Linked DNA regions of Zea mays: region 1 is linked to region 2. A link is a contact called in public Hi-C data. All regions are on one chromosome and are shown on one strand. The core of a region is the stretch at or near the end of the contact, and the rest is flanking DNA. Distances in the headings are between cores, read along the strand shown. Region 1 has its middle 41 kb from the start of LOC109943169. Region 2 holds the start of LOC100272721.

Region 1 (2,906 bases), core at 206-2,705, 330 kb before region 2:
TAAGAACCTGGCTCTATGTTAAAGGTTCAACTTCAGGGATCTTTTGAGCTAAATCTGTGGAGTTGTGATTCCTGATCTCTATAGTAGAGTTGTAGAGCATACATTAATATGTAACTTGGGTTAAGGAATCTTGGTTTGTGTCATATGGAATGATGAGGTAAAAGGGGCTTCAATGAGAAGGGTTCAGGTGGACTGAAGGGTGTAGAGGCAGTAGAATCAGTGTCGATTCGCAATTCTGAACAAGATTTTTTTTGGGTACTACTGTTGTCGGTTGCTTGTGGCCAGTTAAGGGCTTGTTCAGTTATTCCCAACACACATGGATTGGATGGGATTGGAAAAAAATGAGAAGAAGTTTGACTTGTTTGGGATTCAAACCCATCCAATCCCACTCAATCCACATGGATTGAGAGCTAACCGAACAAGCCCTAACTTGTGGATAAGTGTGTGTGTGGGGGGTGGGGGGGGGGGGGATATACATAAACTTTGAGTTCCACGTATTTACCTCTAGAAGGGACTAAAACTTATCCACTATCAGGAGGCTATATTGTTTGCTTGTTTTTGTCAGTGTCTCATCGGTCTCCCATTCAGTGACTCACTAGAGCTTGGGTCTTGCGTGATGCTCATGCAGTGAAACTGCATGTCCACACTGTTGTAGCTGTCGACACCTCGGTGTCCTTCTCGCCGTGATCCAATTAAACCAGGCAGTGTCTACCTCGCTGCTCCGTGGACTTAGTTCAGTAAAGCCCTACCTCTCTCCCCGAATTTAGTAGACCTCGCCGTGTGTTACTGCGTTCCATATTCCGGGTGCTAGCCAGGTCTGTCGCGCGCTGTCCTTGCCCTTACCGGTGACCACGCTACCGACATCCCACCTCCACCATGGTCAGCCTAGCACGATTTATTTATATGCTTTAAGCTTAGTGTTCTAGTACTTGCATAGGGCAGTGAAGCTTATGGACATGTCTGTTTTTTTGTCCCGTAGCGAGTCGATTGGAACGCCGCCACGACGCCGTTGATCTTTGCCGTGAGCCACTCCATCATCGACCGTTCTGTTTGCGCTCTCCCCGGTCATGTTTGCGTGAGCACCGTTGGTGGGGTGACTTGCTAGTCCTTCCCGTGCCCTCCCCTTGAACTCTACTGTGCCGGCCTCACCTGGATACCTCTCAACGGACCCAATTTTTACTGGAACCGTGGTCAGGGCATGGTGATCTTGTTATCGCTTGTTCCTTGGGTCCAAATGGGCCGCCGTCGTGGATAACATGTTCTTAGCGTAGACTCGACTAGCGTCCCAGTCGTATTCCACCGTGTCCCAAGTCTCAGGCTCGTCGGAGGGGACGGTGGGATTCGAGGATGTGGGTTTGTGAATTGAACAGAAGACATGGGGAGTTTTTGCAAGTCCTATGACTCTGGAGAATAGTACGTCAAGTTTTTTGAAACCTCAGGGTATTAGGTGTAAAAATGGTGCGGCGGGCGTGGGTTTTCCCCGTTGCTGGGCCGTCTCGGCCCAGTTTTGGCCTAGTCACTATTTATGGCTTTCCTTCATAATTTAGCTGACTGATTGGGATGAAAGCAAAATGGTCTCAAACATTTCCTATAATCCATTTTGATGTTTGATGGCCAACACAAACCTTATGAACTAACTAGTTTTCCTAGTTGATTTTTTCTCAGGTGCATAAAGTTCATAGATACATATAAGAAAAAGACCCTTGGGGCAATTCTAGAAGTATGGAGCAAAACGGATTTGTACCTGCTTGCAGCTGGTGCCTAGGCTGGCGCGCCCGCGAACTGACCGCTCTCAGGAAAACGAAGAGCTCCTCGGCTAAAAATCATCGGACTGTCCGATGTGCACTGGGCTCTCCGCTGAGCCCACGAGCAATGGTCGACTTCGCCAACGGTCGACTGCCACGGTAGTATACAACGTCAGAAGGTCAGAGACAGTCTACAACGTCAGGTCGCACCAGACTATCCGGTGCACCATAAGGACAGACGAAGTCAATGGTCGACAGCTCCAAACCCCAATGGTCTGCTGACGTGGCGTGCACCGGATAATGAACAGTGCAGTGTCCGGTGCGCACTGGACTGTTCGGTGTGCCCGTCGACAGAGAAGTTAGCCAACAGCTAGAATAGTGGTTGAGACTATAAATACCCCAACCACCTCCATTTAAGTCATCCAAGAGCAAAGAATACATTCCAAAGACACATTCAAAGCCTCCAATCCTCTCCAAGTGCCATAATCAAGTCAAGTGATCAAAAGTGCTTAGTGACTTGAGAGAGGGTGATTTGTGTTTCATGTGTTGCTCTTGTTGCTTGGTTGCTTTCTTCATCTCTCTCTAAACCGTCTAAGTGATTTGTAAAGCAAGCAAGAGACACCTAAGTGTGTGGTGATCCTTGCGGGGTCTTTGCGACCCGCGAGATTAAAAAGAAGCACTCAACCGGTCTAAGTGACCGATTGAGAGAGGAAAATGGTTGAAATAGACCCGACCTTTGTGCCAGACTCAATGGGGAGTATGTTCTTTCGAACCGAACCTCGGGAAACAAATCGTCGTGTCCATTTGTGTTGATCTTCACTATTCGATTTGTTTCTTTCCTCTCTCCTCTCTCTAAAAGTTCTTTTGCTCACATCGTTTTGAGTTTGCTCCCAAAGTTATCCGTATTGATTGAGCAACTCATAGCAAGAAGAATTATCTTCCGCACTCCGAATTCACTATTATTTATTTCTAACCCTAACCCTAGGTGAAGTACGTGTTCAAAGTTTATAATTTTCAGGTTTCACCTATTCACCCCCCCTCTAGGAGGCTTTCAATTAGTATCAGGGTCCGGTACTTCATTAGAGTCTAACAACTCGAAGTGATGTCGAGAGAACACGCCAAAAGGGATATGGTCACCGGGGAAAAGCCCGGATCTTCGGG
Region 2 (2,998 bases), core at 356-2,855:
CGTTGAACCTGCGCAGGACTTCGTCAACAAACCGGTGCGCAGGCAAGCGGAGACCGGCGGTGAAGAACGCCTCGAAAACAACCAATTCACCCTCCGGCTCGGGGACTTCCTCCGTCCCCGGGGCACGAGCAACTCCGCCGCCGAAGTAACCCAACCGCTGCATATCTTGCACGCGGACCGACGACATCCGCGACACGCCAAAATCAACAGAATCGCCGGCGCGCAACTCCTCCGCCATCAAACTACTCAGCGTCTCCTCAGACGAGGCGGCGGCCGGCGGCGAGGAATCAGCCGGCGGCGTAGCAGCAGTGGAAGAAGAAGAGGACGGCATCGCTACGTACCGTCGGCGGCGGCGGGCGGGCGGTCTGCTTCACTCGCGCCAGATCTCCGGCGAACAAGAGCACGGCGGGCAGACGAGCAGCAAGACGGCGGGCGGCTAGGGTTTTCACGGAGTGCGGAAAGTGAAGTTCAAAAAGCGCCGACCCCTGCCCCCTTTTATAGGCAGGGCGCGGCTCTTCGGGAAACTCGCAATCCAACAGGGCGCGACGCTTCGGGAAACCCGCAATCCAACAGTACGCCGTCAATCAACGGTCACATCAAAAACCCCCGCGGAACCACTTCGAGCGAGGGCAGCGTCTCCGCCATCTAGCGACGTCTTCGACACCAGGTGACTTTGTCGAACTGGTCCCTCGGAGGGCAAATGTTGGGGCGAAGGCAGAGACGCCACCCTTCGCTCGAAGTCTCCGCTGATAGCCGCTGCTCTGACAGAGACAAAGCAGGCAGGGACACCCTTCGCTTGATCGGCACCAGACGAAGACCGGCGACGAAGTCATCCCACAGTGCGGCCTCGTCCGGCTCAGAGGCCCACGTGCGATCCGGCCCATTGTAACGGGCCCTGCGTGGCCGCCGCGCGTTACGGGCCTAATTTGTAAAGGCATCCCTGTAATTACAGTCTGTAACCCCGCTTTATGGGAATATTCTGGGGATAACCTAGGTAGCTGAGGGCACATGCGTCCTTAGCACAAGGCGCTGGGCGCTCAGGTACCTATAAATACCCCTGCACAGTGCCCGTGGGAGGCCAGATTAACAGAGCTATTACCTTCTAGCACGTAACCCTGTTGTCATCACTGTTCACTCTTGTTGGCTTCCTTGCGACTGAGAGCAAGTTCCAACAAAAACTTTTAACTATTAACATTTGTGTTGTATTGCTCTTAACTCATAGCATTTAAGAACAAGTCTAAACTCTAAAGCAGAGCTGCTCCACGCAGAATTTTAAAGTAGAGCTGTTGTGCTATGTAGTAGATCCATACCAAACACATCCTTAATAAACACCTAGACGTGAAATACTTCCTACTTACGTTATCGGAGCATCCGAGTATCGGCCAAACGGACAGTGCAGAGATTCGAAGAAGACACAAATAAAATCTCGCCAAATTCATGAACTCTCTAGTCTCTACTCTCTTCTCCTGGCAACGATTTCCAAACGCACGCAAACGCTGTCACAGTTTGTCACGGCAGCGGCAAGTCGGCAACGCTGCCGCGGCACGTCTCCTCCCTCTCTTTTCCGGTTCGGGTAGTCGGGTGTACCGCCATTCGTGATCGAACCAGACTCGAGAGGGAGAGGAGGAGGGAGTCCGAGGGGAGAGACCCAATTAGCTGCAGGGATTGGTCGGGTTCGGCTCCGCCTTCGGAGAGTCCCAAGAGATGGGTGGCGCGGCGGCGGGTACCAAGTGGATCCACCACATCCAGCGCCTCAGCGCGGCCAAGGTGTCGGCGGAGGCGGTGGAGCGGGGCCAGAGCCGCGTCATCGACGCCTCCCTCACCCTAATTCGCGAGCGCGCAAAGCTCAAGGTCAGTCCATTCCTCTGAGGATTCGAGTCGATTTGAATGTGCCCGCTCTTGTTCTTCTGAATATTCCATTCCACCCGACATGCGATTCGAGTCGATTTCAATCCTGTTCGGTCCCGCATTTCCATCTTTTCAACGACGAATAATCAGGAGCTTTTTTTAACCTTCTGTTTCTTTTCTCACATGTGGGATGATGCGAACTGATTAGGTTCGATTGGAATCCAGAGGAGATTTTTTTAACCTTTTTTCGCACGTGGGATGATGCGAACTGATCCCGTAAGATGGCCGTGCAAAATTTTTGTTCTATAGATTATAATGTTTACAAAGTGGAGTTTAAAATGAGATGATTAAGCTGCTTAAGATAGCCTAATCTGCTATCAGCAGAGGATTTGCATATAATAGTAAGTAGTAATACGGTTAGTAAACAATCCCTGTTCCCAGAACGTACTCCCTTCATATCAAAATTCCTGGGGAAGCGAGGAGTCCAAGTTGAATATATAAGAAAGTATCGATATTTATAGTGTATGATTATTATCATCAGATATATTGTTGAATCTATATTTATAATAAACTTATCTAGAGATACACTTTTGAAAGTTTGACTCTCACAAATACCAGAGGGACACTCCTTTGAGACGGAGAGAGTTTCTGATGCGCCGCTACTTCCTTCCTCTGTTCAGAACAGCTAGTGAGCTGAAGGCAACCAAAATTCAGGACTGAATCGCCTCTACTCTCTGATTCTGCATTCTACTACTCCTTACATGCAAGAAACAGGGCAAGGGGCAACATAAGTAGAGTTGAAGCTTCCCAATTGTTTACTTGCTGAGTATGCATTTTGGTCCAACCTGTCATTAGCAAATTGCTAAGTGTAGGCACTATCTGCTTATATTAGTGAACCATGAAATAGTAATTTAGAGAGTATTCGCGAATGCATGGACTTGAATGCTGTGCTTTCACCATTTTTTAATCATTGGGGAAACAATATATTCAGTAGCTTGCTTTCACTTACACAATTTGGGTCTTTTAAATAAAACCTATAATATGATTCCTTATACGGACAACTTGAGTAAGCTATGAAGCTGTCATGCACACATGTAGGGCTGAAAAATAAGCTTGAGGCTCGTGAGCGAGCCGAGCCTGTTTTTTGGGC

The links. Hi-C and Micro-C count contacts between places; a contact is called where the count stands out from the background.
Region 1: a contact with region 2 is called in a Hi-C map of leaf, with 5 times the contacts expected there. The contact joins the enhancer-like site here to the promoter of LOC100272721 in region 2. A contact is called at or near these places in 6 of 25 Hi-C or Micro-C datasets (bundle sheath, ear, leaf and 1 more).

The regions. Positions count from the first base shown.
Region 1 is chr10:96,359,645-96,362,550 of Zm-B73-REFERENCE-NAM-5.0, reverse strand. No RefSeq gene overlaps it. Among protein-coding and RNA genes, the nearest start is that of LOC109943169, 41 kb to the left of the region's middle. Within about 2 kb of position 1,455, at least 4 of the 20 cell types and tissues checked have an H3K27ac peak or open chromatin away from gene starts, as enhancers often do. A contact at or near this core is called in leaf, where this site is marked.
Region 2 is chr10:96,025,334-96,028,331 of Zm-B73-REFERENCE-NAM-5.0, reverse strand. LOC100272721 reads left to right here and starts at 1,605. Exons shown (of 6, transcript NM_001147174.1): 1 at 1,605-1,851. The coding sequence starts at 1,705.